Linked DNA regions of Mus musculus: regions 2, 3 and 4 are each linked to region 1. A link is a contact called in public Hi-C and HiChIP or PLAC-seq data. All regions are on one chromosome and are shown on one strand. Each heading gives the region's core, a stretch centred on a gene start, on an enhancer-like site or on the middle of the called end of the contact. The rest is flanking DNA. Distances are from core to core; before and after follow the strand shown. Region 1 holds the start of Ssbp1 (single-stranded DNA binding protein 1). Region 2 has its middle 69 kb from the start of Moxd2. Region 3 has its middle 100 kb from the start of Moxd2. Region 4 overlaps Mgam (maltase-glucoamylase).

Region 1 (4,458 bases), core at 990-3,489:
ATGGGGATGGCATACCTTCATGGTCATTTATAATACAATATGCAAAAGAGGGAGGGAGTAACTAGTTGAGGAGAGCATTTTTAAAGTGTGTACAGGGCTGTATTTCAGATTCTGGGGATATGGACAGCTGACCGAGGTTGAAGTGTCTGTTGCACTAAGAAGGAACATTACCAGAAGCAATACCTCAGTTACAGTCTCTCCCTCACACTGTACAAGAACATATCCATTGTAATACCTTTTTTTTGTTGTTGTTGTTAAAAGGAAACCATGAAGGAGCAGGACTTGCAGCTTCTTCCAGATAACCAGCCAAGGAAGGAGAATGTGTCAGTTCCTCTCTGGGTGGACAACAGGGCTCAGTCAAGACTCCCCATTCAGGGGTTCTTTATAAAACGTTAAGGCAGGGTGCTCTCAAGTTTCAGTTGTCTATATTTTTCTTTAACCAACCTTCTCTACATTCTTCAAATAGAACAAAGGCAAAACTAACGGGATAGTGAAGAACAGAACTGGCTATACATGAGCCAATAGATGTCTGCAATGGGGAAACAGAGTTAAGATTTACTCCACAGTTCAAGTCTGGGACCACTGAAACAAAGCTTGCGAGGTGGGCGGGCGGGATTTCTCTCTGGAGGAAAAGGAGCAACTTTGTTTTTCCTTTGTCTTGCCTCCAAAGCTCATAAAGAGGAAACCATTGAACTAATGTAGCAGGTGGGATGTCTTCTTATTACTAGGGTGTGTGTGTGTGTCCCTGTCCAATTCAGTGCCTCGTTATTTCAGGAAATCAACTTTGTAAAGGTAAAAGTACAGGGAAGTAAACATCTATAAAGGCGTCACTAGTGAGCCAGACAATAATTCAGACCCCCCCCCCTCCTAAAATCAGAAAGAATGGACCTTAGGAGGCAGTGTGTCTGTTTGAATGGTTTGGAGTTCCCTTCTGTCTAACACTGGAGCCCCACTGAATCTTGTTGCCTTGGGTTCCTTAATTTGTAGGATTCATAAGTGCGTTACTTCACTAGGGCCAGGATTAGGGTAAACAACATAGGATTTAGAGGAGCAAAAGAAAGTCAGCAATCAAAAGAAAAGATGTCTCAATGCAGTATTTTGGAAATGTTAAAACTAAGAAATTTTACTATGAACATGATATTACCAAATACAAGATCAACAAGCTTAAGTTACTTGAGATTGTTTAAGACTGTCACTGAGTGCTGGATGTGATGGCACATGCCTTTAATCACAGCACTAGGGAGGTAGATGCAGCAAGGGGAATCTCTGGGAGTTAGAGACAAGCCTGGTCTGGTCTACATGAGATCCAAGTTTCAGGCCAGCCAGGGATACACAGCGAGACAGTGTCTTTTTTCTTTTCTCTTTCTCTCTCTCTCTCTCTCTCTCTCTCTCTCTCTCTCTCTCTCTCTTTCTTTCTTTTAAGCTTTTCCATCTAGAATAACTGCCAAAGATGTAGAATTGAAACACAAAATGAAAAAAAAAAATCTAAAAAATACTGATCAGTTTCTTTCTATAAAAGTAAAATCTTAATTACACTTTGCTTTAAAATAAAGCAACGTTTTGACTTTTAACACTTCTTCAAAATGTTTTGGAATTTCATAAACTTTTAATGTTTTAGGGAAAACATATATACAAATACATAATATAAGGGCGCATTTCTCTTGTGCCTTAGGCACAGTTTGGGACCGGTACTTAATAAAGATGTTAAAAATTTTGCTCCTCACGTGTTTCTTGAATTTTTTGACTTAACATGTTAACATATCTAGATCACCGAGGTTTTGACAGCAATTAATTCTTCAGTCTTACTGCATTAGGAGACTTGTGTCGGTTTTAGTTCCTCCAGGGGCTCAAATATGTTTTATTTCACCTACCTCACTCCCTTTCCCAGGCTGGGAACATCAAATAATTTCAATTTAGGGCTGGGAATAGAGTTCTGGCCAGAGTTTGGTTAGCCAGTGCGGGGCCACTACCGGAGCGAGGGTGGAGATCAGGAAAAACAAAACAAAACAAAAAACCCCAACAACCAAACTAAACCAAACCAAACAACAAAAAAACAAAACCAAAATCGTAAAACTACCCACAGGTGGCATCGTTGATCCGCCCACTTCCGCCTGGACAGAAGTTCCTGGCACTTCTAAATTGAGGGGTCGTGTTTCCGGCGACATCAGCCGGCGGCATTTCAACGACGCACTTCAGAGATTTCCTGTCTTTCCTTGCATCTCGCGAGCTTTGCGGGCTCCGTGCGCCGGAAGCGAGCCGCTGGCGGTCGGGCTCTGCGTGTCCGGTGAGGGAGGGGAGAAGGCTGGCACGAAGTTGTGTTTCCCGAGTGCACGGGCGCGTGCGGGGCTCGGGAGGAGTTGTGCGGCTCCTCGCTGGAGTCCGAGTGTCCCCCGCCGTTCCCTGTGCTGCTCGCGAGCGCCACTTTGGGGGAAGAGCAGCCTCTTGCCCCCGCGGCGAGGCTGGGGAGCCGGGCTTACTCAGCGCTAACGGGGACGAAGGCACTGATTTGCGTCCTTTCGGAGTAGCGTTTACTGTGCCCGCACTGTTTGTAGAGACAGTTTTAGGGGTCTAGAATAACAGAACAAGTTGGAAAAAAAAATGTCCGAGACAACTTCTATTGTAAAGAAATCTAGCAGACAATGGATTGCAAGTGAGAACAGGTTTTTCCCCTCTTTTCTGCTGGTTGAGACCCAGAACCACAGAGTTTCTTTTGTCTCGCTCAGTTTTTGTTTTCAAAAAGAAAGGAACTCCCCACACGTGCAAAAAATGCGGTTGCAAATTGGGTGCACGAGAAGCTGGACGCGCTTAGGATTTAGGACTAGAGAGCATGTGTGTTCTTGATGGATACTGTAGTTTCTTGATTTATCATTTTTCTCTTTTCTTTCTTTCCTTTAGGAAAAGCCTAAAGATTAGGTTGTAAGAAAAACAGAAGCCATGTTTCGAAGACCTGTGTTACAGGTAGTCACTTTTCTACATTAGTGAGTGCTCCAACCGTGTTTCCATAGTCTATAGCCATGTTTTGTTTTGTTGCTTTTCGATTTTGCATACATAAGCACGAGATTCTTACGCCTATCCAGCGTGTTCTATGTGTTTATTTGATGTGGGAGATTCAGAAGGGATTTTGTGTGTGTGTGTGTTTATGTGTGTGTGAAGCTCATAATGTTTACTGAATCAAAAATGATTTTTAAAGTGTATTCGCATATGTAGTACACCTCATGAATTTAATTTAGTAAATATTTGTTACCAGTGCTTAGATCAGAGTATTCATTTAATTATGTAAGTTATTATTATCATTTTTGTTTTGCTGTTTTTGAGACAGCCACTCATAGTTAAGACTATCTTGAGACTCACTGTTAGGCTGAGATGACCAAGAACCTTCCTCCTCCTGCTTCTACTTTGTCACCGATGGTATTTCAGGCCTGCCCCATCGCACCTGATTTCTTCTAACCTTGTCCCATATGGCTCTGGTCTTTTATGACCTTCTGGCCCCTCTCCTCCCCACTCCCATCTTGCTATCCAGAGAGCAGAGCTCACTTCTTGCCACAAATTCATGACCATTCTGCAATCTAGTCGGGTGTCCTCTACTCTAGCCAGCCTTAAGCAGGCCTTAATTACCATTTTTCCTCAGTGTGGCACGTGGGTACCAAGTCTTGTAAATTCTCCTAATGTAAAATCTATTACTTTTCTTCTCCTCTTAAGACTAATGAGTCAAATTCGTTATAAAAGTCTGTTGTCTTCCCCATCCTACTCTTAAGTTGGTCTATCCTTAGCTCCTTACTGTAATCCACACATACTCTGAGCCTTTTAAAATTGAAGTTATACTATAGTATCTTTTTAAACCAAATGGGAAGTAAGTTTGCATTTTGAGGGTATTGAAATAATCCTCTCCCTATTTCTTCTTTTCTACTAGATTATGTGTATGTTCCTAAGATGAGGCATATTGTTATTTTATAACATTTAATGAACACTGGCTCTTCTGAATCTGTCACATTAGTATTTTCTGTGATCGTGACAAAGGAACTGAGTAGCATTTTGGTCCTGTATCGTGTAACATCTTATTCTTATATTTATTCTTAGTGATAGTATATAGCTAAAATCACTCCAGGAAAAGGTGTTCATTTGAGTGGTATGGAGAGAGAAGGCCGGTATTAAAAGACCAGGGAAGGAAAGAGGTCCCAATTGGAATTTTTAAAAAGCTAGGTTTAGAAATCATAATGTGGTAACCTGTCACCTCAGAGTTGTAGCCTGTCTCTGCCTTCATTTGCATGGAGAAGTTGCATAACTGGAAATTACGAACACAGCAGCTCTCACGGACCAGTTGAAATGACCCTTCTTATATGGTAGAATGTCCTTGAAAGTGAGTGTGAGAAGTTCTAACTCTCTAACTCACTAACAGTGAGAGTGACAGACAAAAACAGCATCACCCTCAGCCACTGCCTGAAGCCTGCAGTGCCCGCA
Region 2 (4,458 bases), core at 720-3,219, 350 kb after region 1:
AAGCCTGCTCCCTTTGCAGTGTTTCACAGCATAGTAAGTGCCAGTCACATAGCACTGCTTAGTTTTTCACACTAACCACCGCAGACTGACTGATCATTTTAAATTCTGTGTCTCTGTTAGGAGCAATGCCATTGTTAACTCTCAGAATCTCAAATGATAACCTTCACATCATCTTTAAATTTTTTTTCTGAAAATTTAGAAATAATTTTGTTTCTACTTTTGAAATTTTATTGTTTTCACCTCTTACACATTTACAATCACCTTTTAATTCAAGTCCTCCCTATTTTCCTCATCGCTGACTACTCATTTACTTACCGCTCTGGCTTTAAACTGTCTCTAAATAATCGTATTTTCTACCAATTCACAGTAGTGTTCAAGGGCAGGCAACACCAGCATCTCCTGGAAAGATATAAAGTTCAGCATCCTGAGCCTCAATTTGAAACCTGGGAATGAAAACAGACTTTTACCAACATCTTAAAATATATATGCTTTTCCTCATAGATGCTTGTGTCTAAAACAGAGGGTTGAGACAGAGAGTGACTAAGTCACACGCAGCAGGGAATGTTGAGAAGGAAAAGGGTTCCAGGTTGCTTCACTGCTAGTGTCCCTGTGTGATAAAAGTGCTATAAAAGCATAATTGGTTTGGTTAATATATTCTAGTATATTCTAAAGGCGGTGGTTAATTGTGACTCATTAAGACCAAAGTGCCTTTCTGACATCCCTGGGCTAAATTTTTAGAAAACAGTAGAGGTAAATGGACCTTGGCCTTTGGGTATGAGGTAGTGTCGGATTTAAAAAGTAAATGCACCTGAGTGAGGTAACACATTCACAAAGGAACTCACACAATATGTACTCACTGATAAGTGGATATTAGCCCCAAACCTAGGATACCCAAGATATAAGATACAATTTGCTAAACACATGAAACTCAAGAAAAATGAAGACTGAAGTGTGGACACTATGCCCCTCCTTAGAAGTGGGAACAAAACACCCATGGAAGGAGTTACAGGGACAAAGTTTGGAGCTGAGATGAAAGGATGGACCATGTAGAGACTGCCATATCCAGGGATCCACCCCATAATCAGCATCCAAACGCTGACACCATTGCTACACTAGCAAGATTTTATTGAAAGGACCCAGATGTAGCTGTCTCTTGTGAGACTATGCCGGGGCCTAGCAAACACAGAAGTGGATGCTCACAGTCAGCTAATGGATGGATCACAGGGCTCCCAATGGAGGAGCTAGAGAATGTAGCCAAGGAGCTAAAGGGATCTGCAACCCTATAGGTGGAACAACATTATGAACTAACCAGTACCCCGGAGCTCTTGACTCTAGCTGCATATGTATCAAAAGATGGCCTAGTCGGCCATCACTGGAAAGAGAGGCCCATTGGACACGCAAACTTTATATGCCCCAGTACAGGGGAACGCCAGGGCCAAAAGGGGGGAGTGGGTGGGTAGGGGAGTGGGGTTGGGTGGGTATGGGGGACTTTTGGTATAGCATTGGAAATGTAAATGAGCTAAATACCTAATAAAAAATGGAAAAAAAAGTAAATGTTTGGGCCAACCTTAGTTACTTCCTCACACCGGTCTGTTGTCGTTCACAAGTCAAAAGTTTTCATTCAGTGACCCAGCACCTGAGAACTGGAGACACGGATCTGCTGAAGGCTTAGCTCAGACTTAAGTGGAGTCTGAGCTAAGTTTGGGGACAACCAGCAGTGTGCTAGACTGCATGAAATGTATGTCTCTCTCTCTCTGGGATGAAAGGAGGCAGATTTTCTCAGAGCTCAAGAAATGATTATTTAAAGGGCAGACACAGATAGGCGAGGAAGAGAAATAGAAAGTTCTCTGAAACAATTTTTTTTTCTAAGATGCATGTTCTCTAATCCATGCTGCATAAAGGCCTTCTCTGACCTCTTAGCTGCATGCCCAATCCTGTTTCAGTTTCACTTTGTGTAGGTTCTTACTGATGATTCATGGTGCAATAAAGATAATGAGGGTAAACTGTCATGCAGTACACACCAAGACAGAACCTGAGACTGAGCCTGAGTTTGAGCCTGAACCAGGGTTATTATGTGAATCAGGATTATAAACCAGGCCACAAGGTCTGGACGAAACCTTTTTTGTTTTGCAAGAAACAAAGCAAAACAAAACAAAAAAAAAAACCTCCAAAAACTGTGGTTAGAGTAGATGGGGCCACAATCTAACTTAATGTGGCATATGACAACTAGTGTCCTCCAAAACAGCTGGAACAAAATCAGATCCAGCACGATGTAGAATTCATTAACAACAACAACAACAAAACAACAAAACAAAAACAAACAAACAAACAAACAACAAACCTGTAATTAGGAGTACAGGAACTCAGAAAAATTTCTTCGCAGACCAGAACTGATCCATATTATCTTATAGAAGATGGTAAGCCTCACACAGAAGAGAGGAGAGTCTTAAAAATGGCAAACTTCTTAGCAAATCTAGTTTTTTATATTTGTTTTTGTTGTTTCCCATTTGGTTGAAAAATCAATTGCTGCCCCTGGCTTAAACTGAATCCTAGACAGTCACAGATTGCCTCACATACAACCAGCTGGAATTTTTTTCAGGGCCCTGGATGCTGTCTTCAATTCCACCACAAGGAACTTTGTCTTATCACGGTCTACTTTTGCTGGGTCTGGCAAGTTTGCTGGTCATTGGCTGGGAAACAATGCAGCCACCTGGGATGATCTCAGATGGTCCATCCCCAGCATCCTTGAGTTTAATCTGTTTGGCATCCCCCTGGTAAGCCTCATTCCCACCCTTGGTCCTTTGTTACTCTTTCTATTACCATTCTTTCAGGTGTCTGATAGGCTAAGGAACACGTTTCAGTGTCTATGTTTTGGCAAAATCAGTTTCTATGTGTGCTGTAAGATGGTTCTCAAGACAGAATGATATAAATGTCAGCACTGGTGTATCTTCCATACAGTCTCTGTCAGTAGGAGAGAATTACAATGAATCAAATGTATGAGTATAAGAAAAGAAAATCCTGTCAGGAGAGGAACAGTGAATGGGTAGGTATGAGATCAGAGACTGAATGATGAGGTCAAAACAGGCGCCCTATCTAGTCAGTTTGCCTAGTGTATCCTATAATGAGCATCTTCATGTTTCTCTCATTTGGCGGGGCTTGCTCTGGGACTCTGGGATCTTTTAAACATCAAATAATATTAGTAAGAGTTTTCTTTCCTTCTCTAGACAATAATACAGCCAATGATTTTTGCCTTTATAGTAATAATTTGTTTGCATGTGTGTTCAGGTTGGAGCCAACATCTGTGGCTATAAAAACAATGTCACCGAAGAACTCTGCAGAAGGTGGATGCAACTCGGAGCATTTTACCCACTATCCAGGAACCACAATGGTCCCGAATACACGGTGAGTTCCACCAAGAGAAATGATAGGACATTCGTGGATAATACCTACCTATTTTCAAAGAGGGGTCCTATATACTGTCCCTTTGCTTCATGAGAGTAGTTAAAATTTGAATGACACATCTAAAAGGCAGAGTGTACAGATGAAAATTTGGGAAGGATGGATATTTATATGTTGAGTTGCTGTCAAAAATGTGTCCACAAAGGTGTAAGAACTTTTGGCATATCTTCTATGCTGGTAGTGGGGCATGGTAGCACTGGCCTATAAATCCCAGCACTCAACTAACAGAGGTGAGAGGATTGCTGCAAGTTTTAGGCCAGTCTGGTTTGCATAAACCAGTTTAAAATAAACTAAGTTAGCACATGTGGGGCCCTAAATTCGATACTACTACCACAACCAACAAAATCTATAGTGCTTCAATTGCTTGTCATAACTTTGTAGAACATATGACACTGGTAGATCAATTTTATACTAATATAAAATTATTAAAATAACTTAGATTAATGTTAATCTATATATCAACACTAATATTAATATACTTAATGTAAAGAAGATCATTCATAAACAAGGGAAAAAGATTATGGAGGGGTATGTCAGTGATATAAAATGTTTTTTATCTTGAAAAGTTTGGAAGACCATCCCTCTGTTGCTTCCCATGATTCATTCTACCATTATTCTTTTTATCTAAAATAATATTTTAATGGGAAAGTCTAAAGAAGTAGTTTAAAGTCCTTCTTAAGGTTTTTATAATGCAAGAGCAACAAGTAAAGTAGTTTTCTTTTATTTTAATAAAATAAGCTGCAATTGAAATATTTTAAACCAAATGACTTTGGTTTTAATAAACTCACTGAAGTGGCCTTGAAGGTAAGGAATGGATAAAATGCTTGCTACACAAACGTGATGAGCAGACTTAGGAAGACCAGAGCCCTGGTAAAAGCTTGGCAGGTGTGGCAGTGGCCTGTGATTAAAACATCCGAGAGAGAGAGAGAGAGAGAGAGAGAGAGAGAGAGAGAGAGAGAGAGAGAGAGAGAGAGAGTCCTCAAAATAAGCAGGCTAGAT
Region 3 (4,458 bases), core at 1,270-3,769, 310 kb after region 1:
GGAGACAGAGTTTAAAGTAGCTTGGGCTGGCTTCAAATTTACTAGTTTGTAGAGGACAGCCTTGTACTTCTGACCTTCCTGGGTCTATCTCCCCAACGTTGGGATTACGGGCCTGTGGTCCTTAGCTCATCAGTGCTGTGCTGAGGACCTAACTCAGAACCGTGAGAATGTGAAATTAATTCCATCCACAGCACAGAATTCACAGTTTTGGAAGGATTTCTCAGAAATAAAAAAGAGAACTACAGAATACCAGAGTTATTGACACATTAGGACGGTTTGAGGTATAACCATGCGTGGAATAACCATGCGTGGAATAACCATGCGTGGAATAACCATGAGTGGAATAACCATGAGTGGAATAAGCAGCTTTGGAAGAAGGGATTGACAATGCAAGAAAAGAAAGAATTGGCAGAATGAGGATGTTTGAGAAGCCCAATTATGATATGAGCTAGAAAATAAAAGCAAGAATTAGGCTCAGAGAAGAGAAAAATCATCTTCCACATGGGGAGAAAGATAGAGTTCACTCACTGGGCATATTTTTTAAAGACTAGCTTGCTTGCATTGAGAGGTAGGAGATGAGGTAATTTCTATGAAATAGATAATTTTCTTTTGTGGAGATGATGTCATTTAAGTATAAGATAAGTTTAATCATTTAACCATGATTAAACTTAAGAATTTGAGTTTTAATTGATGCTCTAAAAATGAGAGGAGGAGGGGAATACATAAGTGGGTCACAGGTGCACGTTCTGGAGGGCAGTGGTGAACCTTGGGAGTATCTCTGTTCAGACAAAATATCAACATAGAAATGAGGATTTGGCTCCTCTGCTTTAGAGTGTAGATTCAGTAAAGAAATAAGAAGTGGCAAATTAGACAACAAATATTGGGACATAGGCCAGTCACCAGTAAGATCTAACAGTTTCCAAGAGATAAGGAGAAATGGAACAAAGAGGAGAAGTCTGTGTGCCTTAAAGAATAAGAGGGAACTGGGGCATAGTCAAGCCAAGAGCCAGCCTGGACTGCGGGGGAGGGTGGGACAGCTTCCGGCCCCCCTTGCTCTTCTCATTCTTTGCCCTTGCATCTGTCATTTCTGTTCTTTCCCTCCATGGCTCCTGCAAGATAGGGGCTTCCTGACTCATAGCTGCCACTTAAGTTAGGGTTAGATGAGAGGAACAGGACACAGTGAACAGCCCCCGAGGCAGTCCACCTGGCTACCCTTGCCTTATGGCTCTAGCGTGTGACCTACAGAGCATGCTCCATTAAGAACCCGCCCCACCTCATTGTCATCTCCAATAAAACACCACTCACAGTCAAAAAAAAAAAAAAAAAAAAAGAATATGAGACAGGTGTGGTGGCACACGCCTTTAATCCCAGCACTTGGGAGGCAGAGGCAGGTGGATTTCTGAGTTCGAGGACAGCCAGGGCTACACAGAGAAACCCTGTCTTGAAAAAACAAAAAACAAAAACAAACAAAGCAAAACAACAACAACAAAAAAGAATAAAGAATATGGGCACATGTTCTAGTTACTTTTCCTTTACGGTGATAAAATACTGTAACCAAGGCAACAGAGAGAAGAGAGAATATATTTGTGCTTTTGGTTCTAAAAGGAGCCTAACTGTCCATCATGGCTGTGAGACATGGCAGCAAACAGGCATGAGGGTCAAAGCAGTCTGTAATTGGAAGCACAAAACAGAATGAATGGGAGTGAGGCCGGGCTAAAAGCTTTCAAAGCTACTCCACCCTGTGATATATTCCCTGTTCCTTTGTCACCCCCAAAAGTCAAAGCTGTGCACCACTAAAAGTTTGTTGACTGTGGAGTGACATCACATGTCCTCATCTGTAGAGGCCTTTACCTAGTGGACTACTTAATTCCCAAATACAAAGATTACCTTTAAGAAGCAACACAAACTTTATATGCCCCAGTACAGGGGAACGCCAGGGCCAAAAAAATGGGAATGGGTGGGTAGGGAAGTGGGGGGGAGGGTATGGGGGACTTTTGGGATAGCATTGGAAGTGTAATTGAGGAAAATACGTAATAAAAAATATTAAAAATTAAAAAAAGAAGCAATGTATAGTGATTTAAAGACTGAATTGAGCTGTAATTATACCTTACTCAATTCTATATTTTTCTAAATTTGAATCGCTGTTTACTGTTAAGTCATGACAATTTTTCTGGGCATGCTGTGGAAACCTGAAACTGATATTGTAAAGGGAACTGAGCATTTTTAGGGAGAAATAAAATATGCTTTTGTGGCCACAAATGGACCGCTGATTTTGGCTGGTAAGTCAGGTTTTATGAAGAGATAAATCACTTCTTGGCTCCTCACAGAGGACAAAGCCTTCCAGTCTGGGTTTTCCTGCAAGGTCTCTGGGTCAGGGATCTGGGAGACAGCCTTGTACTACTGGCAAGAATCTGTCCTCCAGATAGGGTGAGGGAACCTTACTTTCCTGGCAGTGTGCCTCAGGGCCCAACTCTGTGGGCTTGTAAAGATAGGAGCCAGGTTGTTTACCGTTCATTCTTCAGTACCTCCCAGATGATAGTAACAGGGACTGCCTCCCAGTAGTTTTTGCACTATACTCTCTGACCCACCCTACAAGATCAGTCCTTGTCCTTCCTTAGTCCTGCTATGCTTTCTCCTCCCTCCCTCCCTCCCTCCCTCCCTCCCTTTCTCCCTCTCTTCCTCCCTGATCCCATTTCCCTTTTTCATTGCCTTTGCTGCAATTCCTGAAACTTGTCTATGACACTCAGGGTCAACCAGACTAACCATTCTCCAGCTAGGCGTGCATCCTGATTCTTCCTAAGAATCCGTTAACAGAAGCCTCCCATTCCCCCTTCAAGGTTTTCCCACGTGCCCCTATTCTTTGAGGTTCCCTGAGGGGGTGTGATGAATAAACTCACCTCTGCTTGAGATGTATGTCTGCCTGGTTTCAGGGGTAAGATGGTCAACTAGCATCCTGTGACTTTCCATGCGTTACTTGCTAGAACTGAGGGGCTGAGATTCACCTGCCTACATCCAGAACAGAGCTATATTTTGATGGCAGACAGGGGTGTTCTGTGGGTACCAGGCCTACATGCAGAGGCTGAGCTGATAGTTATCCCAGCCAGCACTTCAGGTCCTGGCTGCTGCTTTTTCCCAGAAGCCTTAGTTAGAAACAAAGAGCAGGTAGACTCTGCAAAGAGTATGCTTACATTGCTTCCGCATACTTTAACAAGGCCATTAAAACCAATATTGCTTCACTGAGTTTGAGGAAATCCAAGGTCCTTTCATTCTGCCCCTAGATTCTGACATGTCCAAAGTCCTCTAAACGGAGACAATTGCCTTGGATCGTGTCTGCATTACTTCCTTTACTCTTAAAACACAATATTGCTATTGTTAAATTTTGCTCATGTAAAGTACATTGGTTTATTCTCAGAATGAAGGGAAAGTCTGTTTTGCCTGTTTCTTCCACATCCTTACCTTACAGTGTTCTCAGAGATGCCTCAGGCCCAGGGCACGACCAAGATACTATTGGGCCTGGCCATTTGTCTGGCCCCCCAAGACACTGTGGTCGGCATTCACACTGGGTTTCCAAATATTCAAGGAACATTTCCTTCCCATGGCACTTAGGACCATGGTGTCATTTGCTGTGCTGTTCTCTGTCTCTCCTGTTACTGATGACTTCTATGAATGCCTTTGGGCAAGATCATGGGTACATGAGGGCAATGGAAGTGCTATTTGAGAGCCTTCATTGTAGAAGGGTCTCCACTGAGCCCTTTGCTAGATGTGGGGCATGAGAACGGTGATGTTCCTGTTCTAGAGAACTACTGCGTGTGTAGGTGTGTTTATTTATCATACCACAGGGCCTGTATCCAACCTTGGTGTTCAGAATAGAATAGTCGTAGTGATACCATATGACTAAAAGAACATACATGAAAAAACATTCTATCAAACCTACAAAGCAAATAACAGCAAAAGAAGAAGATTTAAGTAAGGCAATAAGAAAGGAAAAAAAGGACATGAGAGCTGGAGAGATGTCTCATTGAGTAAATTGCTTGCCACACAATTATGAAGGACTAAGTTTTGAATCCAAGCACAAACATAAAAGCTGGGATGGAATGGACATGACTGTCTGTAGCCTCATCCTTGATGGGTGCTGGTAGACATGTGGGTTCCCAGGACTTACTGGCCTATACATCTAAGCAAAACAGTGGGCTCAGGCTCAGTGAGAGACCCTGTCTCAAAAGATAGAGGGAGAAACCTGTTACCCACCTCAGCATGTGTGTAAATGGATGGGGGTGCATACTGTACACACTCATATACCCATCACACACATATAAACACATATAGAAAGGAATTATGTAATTATATTTGAATTACATAATTCAAAAATATTATAAAAGAAAAGGTTATAAACTTATGAATAATAGAAGGGTAGTGTTTAGGACTTCAAAAGTGGAACAATTGCAGATACTGCTAAAC
Region 4 (4,458 bases), core at 1,038-3,537, 280 kb after region 1:
TTGGTGGTTTAGTCCCTGGGAACTCTGGGGGTATTGATTGGTTCACTGACTCAACTTAGCAATCAAATTTCTGTGTAATTTCTTTCTCATGCACATAGTCTCCTAACATCTTCTTTTTTCCATTATGACTCTCAGTACAGGAAGAATTCCTATGGTGTCCACCCTTACTACATGGGTCTGGAGGAGGATGGCAATGCTCATGGAGTCCTCCTGATGAACAGCAATGCCATGGGTAGGATGACACCTGTGTCCTCTTATTGTGTGCCAAACACTCTTAAATTGTTTTTGAATGATTTTAACTTGGCAATATCTTAAGTCAAAAATAATGTCTCTGGGTAATGGTTTTTCCTGTTTAGCCTTCATTTTATCCTAGAGATTTATGGTTGCTATGTTTACTAAACTTTTATTTGGTATCATGTAAAACACTTACATAAGAAGGCATAGCAAAATCCTAATTCCTGAGGGTCCCCAAGTTCCTGGGTGTCAGCTGGAGGCAACCGGTTATATAACTTGGATTACTGCCAAGCGTTTGGGTTAGAACACTGCCTATGGCAGAATGAGGTTAGGAATATTTTTATGCTATTTGAGAAAGGGGCAGAAAGTCAAGTTCAGTAATACATATTGTAGCTGCCAGTGAAGCCACAGGAGGTGAACACTGAGACTTAGTGCTACTTTGAGATTGTTTTTATGATTTTTATACTACTATGATATAGAAATTATGATAATTTAAATTTTTACAAATTTAAAACCTCTAATAAGGAGCATAAAATGGATAGGATCCTCTGGGGTTTTCCTTTTTCAGTTCTATATTGGTTTAGTACAGAATGTCTGCCATCAATGGTATGAAATGGAAGTGAGAAATAGAGCTTTCAATACTAATGGGTTAACCTTAAGGCTTTCATTATTGTTGATTTGTTGTTGTTGTTGTTGTTTTCAGATGTGACATTCCAGCCCATGCCTGCTCTGACATACCGCACTACAGGGGGAATTTTGGATTTTTATGTATTTTTGGGGCCAACTCCTGAGTTTGTCACTCAGCAGTACACAGAGGTAGGAAGCTCATTTGATTGTCATGTATTAATGTTAGCATATCCTCTGCTCCAAATCATGCATTTATTAGTGTAATTCTTAGCATCGTAGTTTCAATCATTGGTTTTATCAGAAAGAAGTATATTATAGAAAAGGGATTAGTACCTAGATTCCAATAACATTACGTTTATAAATTCTCTAATTGTTACAGCATTGCAGGCAGACTGGTGGTCCTAGCAGTGGTGGTACATCATGGTAGTGGGGGGACATGATGATTGGGATAGGAATGAGAGTGCTGGTAATAGAGTTAGGGGTGTTTGTGGAAACGTTTTTGGAATGGTGATAGTATGGGGGTGATGGTTATATTGATAATGATTGTGACAATGGCAGTAATACAGTTGATGATAGTGCTGGCATAATGTCATTAGCATTGCTACTGCTGCTGATATTGGTTAGAGTCATGATGACCATGGAACAATGGTGATCATATCCGTGGTAGTAACAGTGATGGGGTGGATATGGAAATGGTAACTACTGTGGTCTACAAACATTTGTGTGACCAATATTATATCAGTAATCTGTTACACATTAGATCACTTCAAAGACATTATCACATTCAATACTCATAAAAACACTCTGAGAAATTACTCTTATTCCTAGTTATGTGAGGCAAAATAAGGAAAAATAAAGTTACATAAACTTCTGTGTGGTCATGCAGCTGTCAGAACCAGAGTCTCTTTGTTAAGGTAGGGATTTTACCTATGGGATTTGTGCTTCTAACCATAGCATTAGATTTCATTTAAGAAAAGGGGGCAGCATTGAAATGTAAATAAATAAAATAATTAATAAAATATTAATACTTTAAAAAATTAGAATGAAGTAAGATTTTAACAGAGTTCCTAGAAAATAAGTACTAGGCTACGAGGAAAAATTTCTCAGTGTATCATCAGGGAAGAAGGATGTATTTCCCCAATATTTTTCTAGAATTGAACTTAAGTTTGGATTGGTCAAACATTCTTCTTTTATGTATATTCCAGCTTCTACTTAGAAGTACTAATCCTTTCTGTCTGTTTTCTAGTTGATTGGTCGACCTGTGATGGTACCTTACTGGTCCCTGGGATTCCAGCTGTGTCGCTATGGATATGAGAATGATTCTGAAATCGCCAGCTTATATGATGAGATGGTGGATAAGAAGATCCCCTATGTACGTCCATGTTATGCTGTCGTGGTGTGCTGGCTCTGCAACCTCAGAGCTAAGCAAAGCTGTGTGGAGCCTGTTCCAACTATAGTGTGTTCTTGCTCTTGGGGATCTTAGCATTGATGACTCAGACTAAGAATGAGGAACTAGTGTTGGCTCAAGGAATTTAGTCAGGAGGTTCTTTTCATAAGAATAAAACATCTCTTCAATAGTATGAAGAAATTTTTCTTATGCTTAACTAGGAAAAACATGAACCGAAGTAGAAAAAAATAAACCCAAATTAGTCAGAGCATTGTAAAGAGTTGTTATGGCTCCAACCTTCCCAGACTCAGAACAAATGCAGAGTCTTGGGCTTCACTTCAATGGAAATACATGTGGAGCCAACCTCCCTCATTTGAGGGCAAGAGGCTTCCAATAGGCTTGATCTAGGGGATTCTTTTTCATATTTAATCTATTTTGACTATATATTTTTCCTATTTTTCATCTTATTGTCATTAAAGCAAAGTAGGTAGGTAATTAAATATATCATCTTAATGAGAAAAGTGTGATTGCCCTCAGTATTGCTTTTCTAAAGTTCTTGTATGGTCTTGCTTTGTGTTGCATTGACTTAAGGAAGACTTACTGTCCATATCTCATGAGCACATAGTTGCATTTCCTATGATAAAGAGCCACTGATTCCAGGGGCAGCCTGCTGAGGGAAGTCACCATAACCATGCCCTACATCATCAGCTTTCAAAGCACATGATTTAATAGTGTTTTTATTTATATTTACAGCAGTCTTTCCAGACAGGATTTATCATTCATCTTACTCTGTTTTCATGTTATATTAAATGTTATTTTGGGTGTTGTGTGAAGTCATGTGAGAAAATGAAAATGAAAAATATTCCAGAAACCAACTTCATAATATGGCATCACTAGATTGGTAGAGAGACATTTTCTTCTGGAGTTTGGACTTTCACTAACATCAGCCACTGTTCTTTGTGTCATCCCAGGATGTGCAGTACTCAGACATTGACTACATGGAGAGGCAGCTGGACTTCAAGCTCAGCCCCAAGTTCTCTGGGTTTCCAGCCCTGATCAATCGCATGAAGGCCAATGGGATGAGGGTCATCCTCATTCTGGTTAGTCCTTGTGTGAATGTGTAGGCAGTGAGTGGGACAATGGATGGAACTGTGCAGAGGTCACCTTAGGCTGTCTGCCCTTTCCTGTTCTAGGAGAGAAATAGAAGTGTAATTAATGTAAGAGTACTTCTTGGGAGCCATGGAAACTATAGTACAAATTGAAACTGGGGAATAACAACCCTCCAACCCTCACCACCACTCTGTGTTCCATCATAATTTCCCACCTGCCCTATGCTCTGACTGCAGGATCCAGCCATTTCTGGCAACGAGACAGAGCCCTACCCGGCCTTCACCCGGGGTGTGGAGAATGACGTCTTCATCAGATATCCCAATAATGGAAGCATTGTCTGGGGAAAGGTATGAACTGGACAGACATTCAACAATCCTTTCCCCTTGGCCAGGAAATTATTAATGTGTTTTTAAATGTGGCTTTCACTTAGTCTATTTGGTCATCGGGGATTTGCTTTTCATTTTACAGCCAATGTTTACTGATAATAATTAAGAGCTTCATGCAATCTACTTCTCCATAGAACAATCCTACATGAAAGCTGAAGTTGTAGGACTGTGGCTTAGAGTTTTCCCGGAAACTCTGTGTATGTTAAATTGTCTGAGGCATTTCTGTTGACCTTTCCTTTCCTTTTTCTGTGCACAGGTCTGGCCTGATTACCCTAATATCACTGTGGACCCTTCTTTAGGCTGGGACCATCAAGTGGAGGTAAAAGGTTCTTTATGGCTTTTGTGTGTAGTCAGGATTATCTTGAAAGGGAAGCCATACCCGAAGTTTTAGAAGTTCCCATTAGTGTTATTGAGCACCGTGAAGACACTCTAGTGACATGTGTCCTTCCTGTCATTTGTGTACTGATGCCCTCACCCATACACCTTTTTTCCTACTTATGTTTCACCCCCAATTGTGATGTCAGTATTATTGTTTTTAAGATCTAAGACTGAGAAGGTAATTTACCTGTCCATGGTAATTAAAGGCATAATGTTGACTTCCAACCCAAAGTTGTCAGAATTTAGAGGTCCATATTTTTTCAATTGGGAGATAACTCTGAGGGATTTTTTTTCTGAATTGTGTTTCTTATTGTTAAGGTTGCTTTTTTCCCTGGA

Evidence for each region. A called contact is a pair of places that touch in the nucleus more often than the background predicts. HiChIP or PLAC-seq counts read pairs in DNA pulled down with a chosen protein or histone mark.
Region 2: an H3K4me3 HiChIP or PLAC-seq map of bone marrow-derived macrophages shows a contact between it and region 1, with 3 times the contacts expected there. The contact joins the enhancer-like site here to the promoter of Ssbp1 in region 1. A contact is called at or near these places in 1 of 39 promoter capture datasets (the HPC-7 cell line), 1 of 484 Hi-C or Micro-C datasets (embryonic fibroblasts), 3 of 115 datasets of contacts at active chromatin or transcription factors (bone marrow-derived macrophages, double positive thymocytes and pancreatic cancer cells) and 1 of 9 other capture datasets (macrophages).
Region 3: a Hi-C map of Sertoli cells shows a contact between it and region 1, with 4 times the contacts expected there. The contact joins the enhancer-like site here to the promoter of Ssbp1 in region 1. A contact is called at or near these places in 2 of 484 Hi-C or Micro-C datasets (Sertoli cells and conventional dendritic cells), 1 of 115 datasets of contacts at active chromatin or transcription factors (bone marrow-derived macrophages) and 2 of 9 other capture datasets (macrophages and pancreatic islet).
Region 4: a contact with region 1 is called in an H3K4me3 HiChIP or PLAC-seq map of bone marrow-derived macrophages, with 5 times the contacts expected there. The contact joins the enhancer-like site here to the promoter of Ssbp1 in region 1. A contact is called at or near these places in 2 of 39 promoter capture datasets (liver and neutrophils), 1 of 115 datasets of contacts at active chromatin or transcription factors (bone marrow-derived macrophages) and 3 of 9 other capture datasets (adipose tissue, liver and macrophages).

What each region holds. Positions count from the first base shown.
Region 1 is chr6:40,469,176-40,473,633 of GRCm38.p6, forward strand. Ssbp1 (single-stranded DNA binding protein 1) reads left to right here and starts at 2,240. Exons shown (of 6, transcript NM_028358.2): 1 at 2,240-2,284; 2 at 2,896-2,958. The coding sequence starts at 2,935.
Region 2 is chr6:40,816,747-40,821,204 of GRCm38.p6, forward strand. It overlaps the pseudogene Mgam2-ps. Among named protein-coding and RNA genes, the nearest start is that of Moxd2, 69 kb to the right of the region's middle. Within about 2 kb of position 1,970, at least 55 of the 459 cell types and tissues checked have an H3K27ac peak or open chromatin away from gene starts, as enhancers often do. A contact at or near this core is called in the HPC-7 cell line, bone marrow-derived macrophages and macrophages, where this site is marked.
Region 3 is chr6:40,781,357-40,785,814 of GRCm38.p6, forward strand. No RefSeq gene overlaps it. Among named protein-coding and RNA genes, the nearest start is that of Moxd2, 100 kb to the right of the region's middle. Within about 2 kb of position 2,520, at least 18 of the 459 cell types and tissues checked have an H3K27ac peak or open chromatin away from gene starts, as enhancers often do. A contact at or near this core is called in Sertoli cells, where this site is marked.
Region 4 is chr6:40,746,919-40,751,376 of GRCm38.p6, forward strand. It overlaps Mgam (maltase-glucoamylase), which reads left to right. Exons shown (of 94, transcript NM_001368875.1): 75 at 136-232; 76 at 938-1,050; 77 at 2,108-2,233; 78 at 3,220-3,348; 79 at 3,595-3,705; 80 at 4,001-4,063. Among named protein-coding and RNA genes, the nearest start is that of Mgam, 120 kb to the left of the region's middle. Within about 2 kb of position 2,288, at least 6 of the 459 cell types and tissues checked have an H3K27ac peak or open chromatin away from gene starts, as enhancers often do. A contact at or near this core is called in bone marrow-derived macrophages, where this site is marked.